Linked DNA regions of Mus musculus: all the other regions are linked to region 1. The links are chromatin contacts, called in public Micro-C maps. All regions are on one chromosome and are shown on one strand. The core of a region is the stretch at or near the end of the contact, and the rest is flanking DNA. Distances in the headings are between cores, read along the strand shown. Region 1 holds the start of Dll4 (delta like canonical Notch ligand 4). Region 2 holds the start of Pak6 (p21 (RAC1) activated kinase 6). Region 3 holds the start of Ankrd63 (ankyrin repeat domain 63).

Region 1 (5,015 bases), core at 937-3,436:
GATGATGATTTGGCTGATGAGAGAGTTTCCTGGCGAAGTCTCTGCAGAAAGAGGCTTTGGTCAGAGAACCTGATTCAGAAAGCCAACCTGATTCAGAGAGAGTTGACTGCTGCCAACTCTCTCTTTAGTTGTGACTATGGTGGTCAGTTCACACTCTAATTATCTAGATTAACTCTACCTGCAAGTAAGCACAGGCCAGAGGGTCCCAGAATCTTGCTACTTAGTCTCCCTGGGTGTGTGCATGTGCAGGGGGCTTGATAGCATTCAAAAAAGGGTACAATGGACGGATGTTAAGATATCCTAGGGTTGTGGAGGCAGATACGGAGGGGAAAGAGGAAAAGAGGTCAAAATGGAAAAAAAGAAAAAATTTAAAGGGGGAAGTTTTCTGGTTCGAGAACTGGGAGCAAGGGGTTCTGTTCTAGACGTAGGTAATGGTTTTTCTTTTTCCTTTTCAAAGTGAGAATTGTTGTGCTGGTGAAATATCCTTTTCCTCTGTGTCAGAACAACATCCCAAAGCCATTATTCCCTTTCCAAAGGAGCGGAATTCGCAAAAGGTGTAAAATACAGGAAGAGGCCCGTCAGCGGCGCTGGCAGCCTCGGCCTTTCTCACCGCCGTGCTCCCCGCGTTCCCACGCCAAAAATAACCCGCAGGAAACGCAATTGTGCTCTGAGTCCAGGCAGCGAGCGGAATCCGAGCGTCCAGCGCGGGGCGCAGCTCCGGCCAAGCTAAGCGTCCTGGCCCCCACCCCCCAAGCCTGCGTCCCCAACCCCCACCCCCGCCTATAACTGGTTAACTCTTTCGGCGCTGTGTGATGTCGCCCCCCTGTGGCCGAGAAGTTAGATACTCACCTGGCCGCAGGTCGTCTCCCGGTGTGTGCCAAGCTTGGATGTTGAGTGAGAAGGTTCCCTGGGAAGCAAAAGGGGGGGTGGGGGACATTAGAGATAGCGATATCAGCAGGGAGGGAAAGGAGGGGGTGCCTCGCAGCAGCCTGTTTAATTAATCTAATTGCAGGATATAGTTACGGAGCTCGGCTCAACATAACTGGTGTTCGCGCAGCGCTGCGCGCGAGCTGAGAAGGCAGGGGAGGGATGAGGGATGCGGGAGTGTAAGTGAGAGCCGGGGGGTGGGCGGGCGGCGCCGCGTTGGGGGTTTGGTAATGAAATTCGTATCCCAAGAATTGGGGAGAAGGAAAGGGAAGAAACTGGGAGGAAAGACTAACCAAAGCCTCTCCGGGATGATCCTATGAGAGAACAGGGGGGCGGGGGCAGAAGAGAAAGAGCCCTTGGGGCTCTCCAGAGAGCGCTTTGGAAAGGAGCTCTGGTGTCCCGGCGCTCCCTTCTTTCCCTTCGGTTATCTCCCGGTGCATTTAAGTTGTGCTTACCGGCCAGGTGAAATTGAAGGGCAACTGCAGAGGGTTGCGACCACTGCCGCTATTCTTGTCCCTGACGACGAAGGAGTTGGTGCCCAATACCGGCGTGGAGACATTGCCAAAGGTGCAGGGTCCCTCGGAGAAGGTTGCCTGGAAGTGCTTAAGGCAGATGCGGAAGAAAGTCCGGCAGCCCGGTTCGCAGGACTGCCCATTGGCCAGCATACCGCGCTGGTTGACGAACTCCTGCAGCCGCAGCTGGAAGATGCCGGAGCCCGCAGCGCGCTGCTGCACAGGGACCGAGAGAAGGAGGGAGGAGAGCGGTCAGGCTCAGCCGGGGCCGGGGCGCAAGCCCGGAGCGCTGCGGGAGGGGGCGGAGAGGACGTGAGACATTACCTGCGGCCACAGTACCGCCAGCAGCAGTAGCGCCCAGCGACAGGCGCTCCGGGACGCAGGCGTCATCCCTTGGGGTGTCCTCTCCACTCCGGGACTCCGAATCTGCTTGTTAGGGATGTCGCTCTCCCGCAAGTCCCGTCTGCCAGCCGAGTTCCTGAAAAGCTGATTCCCCTCGGGACGCTGCTCCCTTGTCGCCTTCTCAAAAACTCCGCTGCTCGATGCCTCGGTAGGTAATCCAGGTGAGGGCGACTGGGCGGTGGCTGCTCTAAGTACGTGTCCTGGAGCAAATCCTAGGGTCTCGAGCGGGCTAGTGAGGGAGTACACTGCACCCAAGTGACTTTGGCTGCAGCTCTTGGCCTCGGGTTCCTAGCCTGCGAGCAGCGCCGCTACTGAAACCTGCTTGCTCCAGAGCCTTTCTTATATATATTGGCTGCTCTTCGCAGCCTGTCAGTCAGACAGACTCACGGTCACTCTCCCCTCCCCTCCAGGCCTCTAGTGGCTACAGTCCCAGCACCCACCGGAGGGGGCCTCCGCCCCCGCCGCTCCCCCTGTCAGCCAGCCAGTAGGGCGCAGGTCCCCGCCCCTCTTCCAACTTCTGGGCTTCCAGCTCTGCGCGTGCCCGGCGAGCAGTCCTTAGAGATCGTCTGCTTAAAGGCTGAGACCCTCGCCACCAGAGGATAGGAGGGTAGCCCAGTGATGCGGCGGGAGGTGAGGTGGTTCCCGAATGGTCCAGGGGGTGGAAACTCTAAGGGGTCCCCGTAGGCGGTGCACCTGATCCAGGCATTAGATACCTACAGTCCTCTAGCAGGTGGGGAAAGCTTAAACTAGGAAAGCAAAAAGCAGGACCAGGGGATTTGGATCTCCCTTTCCTTTCCAGACTTTAGGTAGCTCCTGCCTCGCTGGCCTCCAGCCTATGTGTGCCCACCCTCCACGCGTCCCCAGCACCGCAGGGAAGCCATCCGACGCCTTAACCTTTCCCTGGCTATTCCAAGCAAGGCAAAGGGCCAAGCGTCTAGGACTCTGGTCTTCTCTGCACCTGGTAGGCGTGTCACCTCAAGCAGCAGGGCGTGCCCAGCGCGTGCCTTCTCTCTTTGTCCCCCACCCCCACTCCCTCCTGGCTCGTGCTAGAGCCAGGACTAGAGGTTCGAAAGAGAGGTGGGGGGCGTGGTTCTCGAAGTGGGGGGGGGGTCCTCAGCTGTATGGTAATGAGGTTCTAGTCTTTTCCCTCAGTGCCTATCTCACCTGGGTCGCGCTTGGTCTCCATATCCTCATCCTGGCCCCCACCCGCGTCCCCTAGCTCCGCTGGAGTAGGGAGGAAACTTTCTTAATTCCAGAATTTCCTTGGGCCACTTGAGAGGCAAGGTGAGAGAGCTTGAGGCTGATCAGGTCTAGATCTCTCTGCATAGGGCAGGATGTAGGGTGGAACTGGAGGCGCATAGAGTTGTTTGAGTTTCGGGTGGTTTCACCCATGTCACACGCGCGCCTCTCCCGGGTGGCCTCCGAGCGCAAACCCTGCAGCTGCTTTCCCAGAACCCGTCGTGCTCCCCCGAGGCTGCAGACCGGGGAGGGCTGGCTTCTCCCAGTTTTGGGGGGTGCTAGATTTCTCTCTCTCTCTCTCTCTCTCTCTCTCTCTCTCTCTCTCTCTCTCTCTCTCTCTCTCTCTCTCTCTCTCTCTCTCTCTCTCTCTCTCTCTCTCTCTCCTACAGTGAGAGCGGTGGGGGCCCTGTGGCTTCAGCTGTCAGCCCTCCCGCGTGGTGATTGCTGGCTATGGTCGGACGATAAGATCAGTGCGGGCGGGGGTTGAGGGGAGCAGGGACGCGGCTCCAGCCCCAGGGAGGCCGTGGTAGGGGGAAGTGGAACCCAACAGCTGCCAATGACGAACATGGTCTGATATTTTGACTTGGGTGGTGGTGATGGAGAATTGGGGGGGGGTAAGAAACATGAGGTTGTGAGCGTGGGGTGGGGGGTGGGGTGAGGTGAGGCGACAGGCTCCGGGGTCCCCCACGCACGGCCACCCCTCCCAGCCACCATCTGGCGCGAGCGGGTTGGCGTGGGGAACCGAGGTGAGGCGGGGGCCGGCAGATGGGCCCAGGCTGCACTAGCGAGTTAATGTAGGTTATGGGCAAGCCGAGTCCCAGGCCCGAGGGACGGGGAGCTCGGGGCGTACCTCCCGGCGGTCCTGGCAAGTGGACTTCCAAATCCTCTCTGTCTGCATCCTCTTTGCACCGTAGACCTGCCTGGAGTGCCAGAGGGTGCTCCCTCTCTCTCCTTGGAGCTGGGCTTGCAACCCCACCTGACTCTAATGGTTTTCATCTAACAGTTTTCATCTCAAAATCCTAGCCTGGGAGTTAGTAGAAACTCTAACGCGGGCACTTGCTTGACTCTCAAGGGAGACTCCCACACGGGATATCTATTATTTTGGAAGTGGCCTACCCTCATACACATTAGTATGCCAAAATATTTGGCAAATAGTGAAGGGCCAAACAAAAGTTGGAATCACCATTTTCCTCAGAAATGGACAAATCACCCACTTATAAAATTTCTGACCTAAGAAGGAAAAAGTGTTCATTTTTTCTCTCTCTCTTTTTACCAGAAGCACCTATTACAATATTCCTCTTCGGAACACCACCCTTAGCCTTGGGTCCCTGCTAGAGTTCCCATCTGCTGGTATCAATCTTTACCCACATTGCTAGGCACCAAGGGCTCAAGCTGTGGTGCCCAGTGTCTCTCCAGACCACACAGCTGGAGTCCTTCTCTGTCACTCCGTAATTAGTAGAACCAACTCTCTAGTGGAAGAAAGACAACACCCTTCTGGTTACTCAAAGGAATGGAAGGTTGTGAGGCTCATAGCAGGCCTCTAGTCAGGGCCATCTGGCTCTGACCCTGATGTAGATGGCCCCTAGGTCTCTAAGCCATACGACCTGGGTTCCCATAAACTACAGCTCTTTCTTGGGCCTACAGCTTTTCGACTCTACAGAGTCCTCAACATTTCCCAGCCCTGAAGCCCGAGTAGCAGGGAGGCCAGGCGAAGCCTTTCTCCCTACAAGTCTCCTGCTTCTACTGTTCCCTCCTCTTGGCCACTGTGCACGCTATTTTTCAGTTTCTCCCATTATGCAGAACCAGCCCCCGGAACTGAAAAACAAAAACAAAAACGCCAAAGCTGTCTTTCAGCGGTGTCCCCAAACTGGCTGCAGGTTACTGGGGTGCGGCTTCGGGCCTCCTTCTTAGCTAGAAGCCTACAAGCGCTCCCCA
Region 2 (5,015 bases), core at 838-3,337, 660 kb after region 1:
AAATGCCCACAGAGCGGGGCCCTTCTTAACCCAAAGACCAACCCCCAATCCTAACTAGGTGAGCTCCCAAGCCCACCCTGGGAACTCAGTTTTCATCAGAACCAACTTAGGGAAAGACACCCCTGTCTCCCCGGAAGGAATGCAACATTTTCTGACCTTGGCATTCTACACCAGTGGCTACACTGCACTAACCTTGCTCCCTGGGGCATGGACTTGAGTTCCTGGGGCCTGATGAAGCCCACCAGCCCAGAATCCTGAGCAGAAGTGGTAAGCCCAAGCAAGACTAAGGGTAGCACTAGCTTGCCCCCAGGCAGGCCCCTGGCCCTGGCCTCATGCTGACTTTCAGAGTCAGAGTCTGCCAGGTTAAGTTCAGGGAAAGGGCACCAGTGGGGGCTGGAGCCCAGTAGGCAGAGGACGCACCATAAATATTTGCAGAATGACTACATGAGGGGCAGGTGAGAAGGGCTTCTTGGAAGAAGTGCTGGTGGCCCTCGCTTGGTCTGGCAGGAGCAGGAAGCAAAGGCAGGGACTGTAGAAACAAGCCCAGAGCCAGAAACTGGTTTCCACCGAGCTGTTTCAAAATCTACCTGAAGAGGGGGTGGCCAACAGTCAGGTCACCTCAGGGATCCTTAGTCCAAGAGCTCACAGTTTTTGGTTTTTTGGTTTTTTTGTTTGTTTTTTTTTTTTTGTGAACACGGAGTTAGCTTCTCTGGCCTAGGTGAGGAGTGGCCTCAATAAATGGATACCCTGTCCCCAGCTCAAGAATCCAGAACCTGCTGCCACAGTGGAGACCTTACCTTGGCACTCCTTCTGGGCAGCTGGGCCTCACCCTCTCCCACTGTAGGCTGGTGCTTGTCTGGAGCCCAGAAGCTTGGTGCTACCTTTAGGCAAAAAAAAAAAAAGAAAGAAAAAGAAAGACCCCGGTGATTTTCTCTTTCAGCCGCTTTTCCCCAGAAGGTCCCTGATTGGTGTCATCTCATCTCTGTGGGCACAACCTCCCTGCCTGCGGCAGCTTACTCACCAATGTGCCTAAAAGCCTGCCAGTTGTGTGGAGGAGGTAGGGGGCCCACACCCCTCTGCCTGTCACACATAGGGGCATGCCTGAAAGGGGGTTTCAGGGTGGCCCCCAGCCGAGCCCCGGCCTGTAGCCTGCTCATTGGATGTGTCTTTGAGCTCAGCAGGGACACACATAGGAGCTGAACAGCTCTGCCTGGGAGAGTGATAAGATCCTTGTTAGAAAGGTGTTCTCTGGGCACTCAGGGCTGTCAGGAAGACAAGAGATGAACCTGCACACCCATGCCTATTAGTTTAGTTCCTAACACTTGGCCAGGCCTCAGGACCACGTCCTACCTTGGCATCTGGCCACGTCTCTGTCCTGTGGTCCCAGCCAGGGCTTGGGCCTGCCCGAGCAGGCAGCTGTCCTTCTGTCTGCTCAGGCCACGTGTTTGCTGTCCCTTCTCCCCAACATGCACTCAAGACTAGGCTGGCCCAGCATCGATCAGAATCAACCCCTGTCAGGTCCCCATCCCAGCTCTCTGCTGACCAGCGGCTGTCCTCAGATCTGGCTGGGCGCATACGCACTGTGACACACCCTCACCCTCTCACACACGTGGGTCCACACCCAGTACAGAGCCACCTACCTGCACAGGCCTGCCTATGCCAATCCAGTCTTGCTCTCCAAATACCAGTGACCCTGGAAGCCACACGTTTCCTTTTACAGAAAGATCCCCTTGAGAGGTGAGCGCAAAGGCAGCCCAGAAGGACTCCAGTCGGTGTGGACTAGACTCCCCTTCTCTCCCAGAACCTTCAGAGGACACACGGGCAGCCCGAACACCATGTCTGCTATTGTATTCTGCCAGCCGAGGTCTCTCCATGGGCACCTCTGGCTCCCTCCGTGCCTTCCATGTCCTTAGGGGGTAGTGGCAGCTTCCGGGCGAGTTCCATTTTCCTCCAAGCCGAGGTAGGGCGGGGAGAGTTAGAAGGGGCGGGCCTCAGGGACACCTCCAAGTTTTCAGCTCCCCAAATAATCAGATGCAAAGGGGGAAGGAAGAAAAGCCAGGGTGGGTGGGTGACTCAGTGGCGGTGGGCCGGCTTAGTCACCTGGATGGCTGCTTGCTGCTCCCGGCATGTCAGGAACCGAGCAGTGCCCTCCCCCCACCTGCTGTGGTCTGCCGCTGCTGTCAGGAAGAGCTGGCCGTGGAGCCCCCGGTGTGTTCAAGCTGCGGAGCAAGCGACAACCGCTCCCGCCTTCCTCTGGTCAATCGATCAGGGCCCGGCAGCCCCGGCCGCGGCGCACCCCTCCTCCACCGTGCACCCCAGCTCACTTTGGGATTTCTCCATTAGAATCTCAGGCAGCGACCTGCTCCTGTAGGGCGCGAGCAGCTCCAACGTTGCCTGGCAATTTTGATATCGTCGGGGGTTGCCATGGGGAGGAGGGTGATGTCATTGACACAAAAAAACCCACTGAATTTACAAATCAGCTGGGGCTGGAGCTATTTATAAAAAAACACGTTTCTTACTGCTTTCCTTTGCTGAGGGGGAGGAGGGAGAGAAAAGACTGAGGGGTGGGATTCAGAGGAGCCTACTGTAGTTCACCTCACCGTTGTTCCCCAGAAACCAGACCTTCTTGGCTCACAGCCAAGCCTAACCCCCTTCCCATCCGCGCCCCAGGTTTGCAGCTGTGGGTCTCAGCCCTGGCAGGCGTGGCCACACCTGGGCTGCACGTTCTCATCTGGTTTTGTCCTAAAGGGCAAAAAGGGTGAGGATGGAGGGTGGGGTACTCAGCTCTGTGGGTACCATCTTTCTGTTCTCCCCTGCTCCAGCATCGCCCCTCCCACAACTAGAAACAGTTGCATGGGAGGAAAGGAGACTCAGGATGCCCACCTGCTGGTTCCCTGAAGAGCACTCCGTAAGCATGGCCCCTCCCTCACTGTCTTGAGCCTCCTGCCTCCTTCACTGGTCATTTTCTCTCATGTCCATCTGGGAAGTGCCCAAATTCCCGTCTTAGCCAATTGTTTGCCTTTTCCCTTTTCCCAGGCATCATTCCATAATCTCTCTGTGGCTTCCTCTAAACTCTGCTGAAGGCTGACCTCAAACCTATGTGGTAGCTGCCCCATTGTGAACAGTCCAGCCCACACTGCCCACCACGTGTTCCTAGACCCACAAGTACTGCCACGAGAAAGCTAGAAGTCTTCTGATTCTAACTACCCAAGGGGGCACTAAAGTATTCACATCACTTTTGAACATTCATTCTTAAAATGTGGCTAACTCCCTGAGCTCTGAATTTTCAGTCTTGAGCTCACATCTCAGCTCTATTGTTCACTAATTGAGTGACTCTGGCCTGCTGTTTAATCAACTGAACCTCAGTGTCATCATCTATAAAATGGAAACAATTTCACCTGCCTCCCAGGATTATGGGAATTCCGTAGACAAAGCTGCCCGGCCAGGGACTGTCCATCCGAGAGCTTGGTAAACATCAGCATTCTTCTCCGTTGGCCTATGTCATTTATTGCTCATTCTTATCTACCTAGTCACCAAGCTAATCTTCTAAAACCAGGACTCCCAGTCACTGCCTGTGCAAAGGTCTCAGACTGCACACAGGGACAACATCAGTGTCCAACAAGAGGGACATCAAAATCCACATACAAACGTCACTCAGGGGCCAACAGGAAACGTCTTCCCTTGAACTAGGTAGGCAGTTTTAGAGAACTCTGTCTTTCCTTTTTGCCCTTCAAAATAACATCGTGAGGAAACAATTATAAACGGTCCACGTAGGCTCTAAAAGCAGACAGAAGCAAGTTAAGTCAGAAGCAAATTTATGGTGGATCACACCTGTAATTCCAGCACTGGAGGGGGGGGGGCTAAGGTAGGAGGGTTACTGTTAGTTTGAGGATAGCCTAGGCTATGTAAAGCATTCTAGGCCTACATCGAATCTGATATCTCTCTCTCTCTCCATATATATTAGTATTGTTTATGATCAGAAAAAATGGAAGCCATAGAAAGCTCACAAATCGGGGACTGACTAATATCAGATGGTACTTTCTTATGCAGCCAAATAACTGCTGGACCCTGACCAAGGATGGAGTCAGGTCAGCAAGATGGCTCAGTGGGTAAAAGGGCAGCCACTTGAACCCGACAACCTGAGTTAGAACGCTGGAGCCCATGGTGGAGGGAGAGAAGTTGTCCTCTGACCCCCACATGTGCATTTTGGCATTCATGCACATGCATGTGCACACACGCACATACACGTAATGATAAAATAAGAATTAAAATTTGTATCTGTTTCTCTGTGGGGGAAGAATGGCACTGACACCAGAGAGAGATGACGCCACATCCTGCAAGACAATAGAAATCATCTTCTCCAGTTCACTGAAAAGCATAAGCTATTTCTATACCTGTTTCTAACTCTGCTGTCACGTTGAGAGGGGGGTCTGGTGAACCTTCTACTTTCTTTAAAATTTTAACTTTTCCATTATCTGAAATTTTCACTGAACATATTTTTCTACTTTTAAAAATACCTGTTTAAAAATAAGCAAGAAGGGGTGGAAAGATACCTCAATGGTTAAGAGCACCAGCCGCTCTTCCAGAGGACCCAAGTTTGATTCCCATCACCACATAGCAGCTTGAACCATTTGAAACCCTAATTTTAGGGGATCTGGTGCCCTCTTTGACCTCTGTGGGCAACACACACACACACACACACACACTACACAAACAAACATGTGGGCAAACATTTATTAGCATAAAACCACAAAAAGCAAGGGTTTAAAAATTGAGATACAGGGCCTGGAGAGATGGCTCAGTGGTTAAGAGCACTGACTGCTCTTCCAGAGGTCTTAAGTTCAAATCCTAGCAACCATATGGTGGCTCACAACCATTTGTAATGAGATCTGATGCTCTCTTCTGATGTGTCTGAAGACAGCTACAGTGTACTTACACATAATAAATAAATCTTTAAAAAGCAAAAATAACAATTGAGACACAGAATGCCAAGCTAACATGGAAGCCCACACTCT
Region 3 (5,015 bases), core at 1,284-3,783, 620 kb after region 1:
GAAATCTCTGGGTTTTTTTTTCTCCCCCCAGCTTTTGCTGTTTCTTTTCTGTTCAGAACATAGTGAGCCAAGGGTAGAAAGTCAGAGCAAAGGCTCTAGGTTCTGAAACCTGGGACTCACTGCCCATCTGGGAACTCAGCACAGACCAGAGTGAGGCTCTGAAGACTTGACCAATTTTCCCACTACACCCCACCCCCAAATACATTGTTTCCTTCCACCATAGGCAACAGGGGCACAGGCAAAGCTGAGCTGGTTCAGGGAGGCACTTGGGAAGAGGGGCTGGGGAGGTGGGGGAGGCTTGATGCTTTTTTTCATGGAGGTGCACAGCCTAGCCTTCCTCTTGATCCCAAAGGCAGAAAAAAAAAAAAGGGAAGAAAGCATTTTTCTCTCACGATGAAAACAGGGAAAACTGAGTCCTAAAAGGACAAAAGCCTTTCTTCTGCTTAAGGAGTGGGAGCATGCCTGTCACCTTCCTGGGAGTGGAGAGTGTCACCTGGATGCTGATGGGACGGACTTTGAGGTCCCTCTAAATGGTGCTTCTCCAACTGGCTCCTGACCCTGTGTGGTGCAGGCGGAGTTTCTGTCTCTGCTCCCTCTGCACAGATGGGACTGTGCAGGCCTGGGTTGACACTGCCAGTGTATGACACAGGCTGAGACCTAACTCTCCTGCCAAGAAATGCGTGGGGGCTCAGTTCACCGACTGTGCACTTAGTAATATGCCTCACAGGACAAAGGGGAGCATGAGTCCCTGTTGTATGGTCTAGCCCGAATCCACTCCTAGGCCATCCTGGAGCCTAGGTAGTCCAGAAGACACAGATGCTCCGGGGCCTCCCCAGCCCCTGCTCCCCGGGGCAGAGCACTCCTCACAGAATCCTCAGGCGTGTCCCGCAAAGCAACCAGACTGGACACCCCCTCCATTCTTCACTGGACTTCCTTTCTCTTACAGCATAGGACCCCTGAACACAACCCTCCACATTGTGTCTGTTGGGTGCCTTTGTCCCTGTAACCCCTCTGCCTGGCCGTCTTCCTTGTTTCTTAGCCTGCGTCTCTCATCCTTAAAGGACTAACTCTGCTGTTGCCTTCAGAGGATCTTAGTTCCCTCTCCTTCCCATCATTTGTCCTTCCATCCAATGGCTGTTTTGAGTTTGCATTTAGCAGATGTTCTCAGTCCTGGGTTCGTCTTCCTGACTGAGAAGACAAGTCTCATTCATTCAGTTTGTGCATCTGTGTTTCCCATTGCTGGAAACACAACCATAGGGTCTCATGTAGCCCAGGCTGGCCTCAACCTAACTGTAGCTGAGGATGATCTTGGAACTTCTGAGCCTCCTGCCTCCATCTCTCAAGTGCTGGGTTGTTAGCTTATAGCACCACACCTGGCTTCATCCTGGGAATGAATCAAACCAATCGTTTCGTGTATACTGGGCAAATACTCGACCAGCTGCGAAAAGTCCCTAGCTCTTCACTTATTCTACAAATAAACTCCATTTCAACTATTCTCAAGCCCTTTCTCTAGTCCTGGGAGCTTGTGGGGCACTCATTGTAAGACTCTGCTAGGCCTTCAGTATTCCCCGTCTCTAGCGCCCATGAGCTGATTGTCCAAAGGAAGTAGGTTTTCCACACATCTGATTGAAAAAAAAAAAAAATCTCAGGCTGTCTCCTTTCTGTAGGGGCCAGGTCTAGCGCTCTGTGGCCTAAAGATGGTTTTGTGCTCAAGAGAACCCAGCCCTGTCAGGGAATTCTTGCTTGTGTCTTTTGTCCTTTCCTAGACCCTAACTAGCCCATCTTTGAGGAGATAGGAGGTAGTGCCTGGGAAGTCCAAATGCCTGCATACTCTCGGGTCCTAAGGCACCTGCCCTGGGTCAGAGCGGCCAGTGTCTAAGTCAACTTGCTCCACAGCGACCGATCAACCGTGGAGCTGGCACGCGGGCGCGCTGTCAGGTTTGGAGACGTCTGAGATTGGAGAATGCACCCCCGCCCTTCTCTGAGTGAGCGCGTGCGGGAGGCACAATTGTGTGTGGCTGTGATTCGCTGCACTTTAGATGGCAGTTATCAGCCAGACTGAGCGCCCTCAGTCCGGAGCACAAATGCCTCATACCCCAAATTACTTTTCCTCTGTCTCTTGCCCACCTCAAGCTGGTGCACTGTCCAGTCCTGTCCTCGTGGGGTCCCAGTCCCTTTAACCTAAAACCGATGGCAGGAGCTCCCGCCAGTTTCTAAGCAGCGGAGGCTACCGATTCCGGCGGAGGCGGGGGGCGGGGAAAGATGACTGAGACTTTAGGATTGGCCCCGCCGGGTGCATGTGGCCCCCGGCGAGCAGCCTCCACCCCCGCCCCGCAACCGCCGCCGCATTCCCAGGGGAGCGCGGAGGAGGAGCCGCTCCCCAACTTCGTGGCCCACGAAGGGGTGGGGGTCAGGGGCGGTCTCCCTTGCCCTGTCCGTCTCTGCCCCGAAGGTGCAGTCTGCTTCCAGAGCAGCCATTGCCATGGAGACCCCTGAAGCTATAAAGCCAGGTATCTAGGCGTCGGGCACCTCAGGAGCCGCCGAGCCCCCCAAGTAAAAAAGCAAGCGTCCCGGCCCCCGCAAGAAAGGAGGAGGCGGGGAGAGGCTCTGGGAGCTGGAGGAGCGGCGCTCCCCGCCGAGGCAGGAGGCAGGCGCGCCAGGCGGGAGCCACCCGCTCAACAGGGGAGCAGGGGCTGCCCGGGGTGCGGGTGAGTGGCGTTGCTCCAAGCCACGAGGGACCAAGGGGCGTCGGATACAGGGAAGAGGGCCCAAGAGTTGAGGAGGCCGAGCTTGGAGCTTGAGCGGGAGTCGAAGCAGCCAGCAGCCCACACCTCCAGGCGTGGGGGGCCAGGGAGGAAAAGCAAGACGCCCTGGGAGCGGCGAGGCAGCCGAGCGGTAGGGAGACCTGAGCGGGAACTGCAGGACACTTGGTTGCAGCCACCTACACGCCGCTTGGAAAGAGCGGTACCGGTGTCCGGGCCGGGGCCGTAGCCCCGTGGGGTGAGGGAACAGGGGCGCCCCCGTGCGTCGGACTTCCGGGGCGCGGCGGCCGGAGCCATGCTCAAGCCCAAGGACCTGTGTCCCCGAGCGGGGACGCGCACCTTCCTTGAGGCCATGCAGGCCGGCAAAGTGCACTTGGCCCGTTTCGTGCTGGACGCGCTGGACCGCAGCATCATCGACTGCCGCGCAGAGCAGGGCCGGACGCCGCTTATGGTGGCCGTGGGGCTGCCGGACCCCGCGATGCGCTCGCGCTTCGTGCGACTGCTGCTGGAGCAAGGTGCAGCCGTGAACCTGCGGGACGAGCGGGGCCGCACTGCACTCAGCCTGGCCTGCGAGCGAGGCCACTTAGACGCCGTGCAGCTCCTGGTGCAGTTCAGCGGCGATCCGGAGGCGACGGACTCGGCGGGCAACAGCCCGGTGATGTGGGCGGCGGCGTGCGGCCACGGGGCGGTGCTGGAGTTCTTGGTGCGCTCTTTCCGCCGCCTGGGCTTACGCCTTGACCGCACCAACCGGGCGGGCCTCACCGCACTGCAGCTGGCTGCCTCCCGCGGCCACGGGACCTGTGTGCAAGCCCTCACCGGGCCTTGGGGTCGGGCAGCCGCTGCGGCAGCGGCCCGGGGTTCCAACTCCGACAGTCCCCCTGGCCACCCTGCCCCGGCGCCCAGCCCAGAGCGGCGACGACCCAGTCCCCGTCGTTTACCGCGCCCTCTTTTGGCACGGTTTGCGCGAGCTGCCGGCGGCCACGGTCACGGTCACGGCCATGGCCACGGCCACGGAGGCGAGCTTGCCTCTGCTGGCAAGGGCTCGGTCCGTTATAGGGCACAAGGCAATGAGAGACCAGAGTTGGGCCGGAGCATGAGCCTAGCTCTGGGTACCATGACCGAGGAGGAGACAGCACGCCTTAGGGCAGGAGCTCTGATGGCTCGACCAAACTCACCCCAGTCTTCGGGGAGTGGGCGGTGGCGTTCGCAGGAGGTGCTGGAGGGAGCGCCACTGGCCTTAATGCAAGCCCCGGTCGGCCTTAGTCCTCATCCCGAGGGCTGCCCCGGCTCTGGCCGCCTGGGTTTGCGCCGACGGTCCACAGCTCCAGACATCCCCAGCCTGGTCGGGGAGGCTTCAGGGCCTGAGAGTGGCCCAGAATTAGAGAACAACGCTCTGCCTTTCTCAGTGCCTGGGCCAAAGCCTTGGCAGGCGGGCACAGAGGCTGTGGTACTGCAGGCTCAGCGGTAAGGAGCACGAAGGTCGCGCCCTGTAAAGTTCACTCTGTCTCTAGCTACTGAGATGTCTCCCATTCTTCCAAGTCCTCCCTTTCTCTGCAGTTTTCTGCCCACCCTTTGTCCCCACTGCTAAAGGGAGATTTCCTGTAGTCCTCCACCAGATGTAAGAAAGAGATCCCATCTTTTTGCTCTTTGGTATTTCCCACGTAAATCTCCCACCTTCCTCCAGCTTGATTTCCTTGTCCTGGGGGAAAAAGGAGGTGTGAACAACGGCTGCTTCTGTGGGCTTCAGCTTTCTAGCCGGAAAGGTGGATGGCTCAGGCCCAGCCCCAGCCTTGAGGTTCAACTGCCTAGGCTCGGTACCCGCAGCATCCCTTGCCTATTTTTAACTTTTCCTATCACCTTGGCAGCCAGGTAACGGCAGAGCTGGCTTCGGAAGAACAAGGGCCCAGGCGGCTGTGCCTGCTGATGCTGACCATAATAGTTTGACAAACTACCAAAGTCTCCCTTCCCTGTAAGTGTTGGAAGAAAGGAGGAACTAACGTGGCCACGTAAGCTTTTTGGACAAGAGGGCTGATTATGAAGGAATCCAATGGTTAAGGTTTTCTGAGGCAGAGACTCAAGGCAACAGGAATATTTTGAGACGCAATGCCCCCTTTAGGTGTTTACCAGCTTTCCCTTCTGGGAAATCAACTTCCTTTGACTCTGTCTCAGTCAAGACTATGGGATCTAACTTCATTGATACTGGTGGGTCACTGCTTCCCCAAGCCCCTACTAACTCTTGGCTTCTGGGCCTGC

Evidence for each region. A called contact is a pair of places that touch in the nucleus more often than the background predicts.
Region 2: a contact with region 1 is called in a Micro-C map of embryonic stem cells, with 5 times the contacts expected there. The contact joins the promoter of Pak6 here to the promoter of Dll4 in region 1. A contact is called at or near these places in 1 of 39 promoter capture datasets (pre-B cells), 2 of 484 Hi-C or Micro-C datasets (both in embryonic stem cells) and 1 of 115 datasets of contacts at active chromatin or transcription factors (pancreatic cancer cells).
Region 3: a contact with region 1 is called in a Micro-C map of embryonic stem cells, with 5 times the contacts expected there. The contact joins the promoter of Ankrd63 here to the promoter of Dll4 in region 1. A contact is called at or near these places in 3 of 39 promoter capture datasets (all in embryonic stem cells), 8 of 484 Hi-C or Micro-C datasets (all in embryonic stem cells) and 4 of 115 datasets of contacts at active chromatin or transcription factors (embryonic stem cells, microglia and pancreatic cancer cells).

Annotation. Positions count from the first base shown.
Region 1 is chr2:119,322,955-119,327,969 of GRCm38.p6, reverse strand. It overlaps Dll4 (delta like canonical Notch ligand 4), which reads right to left and starts at 2,186. Exons shown (of 11, transcript NM_019454.3): 1 at 1,764-2,186; 2 at 1,383-1,655; 3 at 850-907; 4 at 1-41. The coding sequence starts at 1,829. It overlaps Gm14207 (predicted gene 14207), which reads left to right and starts at 1,773. Exons shown (of 4, transcript NR_030683.1): 1 at 1,773-1,989; 2 at 2,641-2,802; 3 at 2,994-3,125.
Region 2 is chr2:118,660,649-118,665,663 of GRCm38.p6, reverse strand. It overlaps Pak6 (p21 (RAC1) activated kinase 6), which reads right to left and starts at 2,087. Exons shown (of 11, transcript NM_001033254.3): 1 at 1,641-2,087; 2 at 798-881.
Region 3 is chr2:118,701,481-118,706,495 of GRCm38.p6, reverse strand. Ankrd63 (ankyrin repeat domain 63) reads left to right here and starts at 2,533. Exons shown (of 1, transcript NM_001081971.1): 1 at 2,533-5,015. The coding sequence starts at 3,058. The coding sequence ends at 4,230. It also overlaps a transcript of Plcb2 not described here.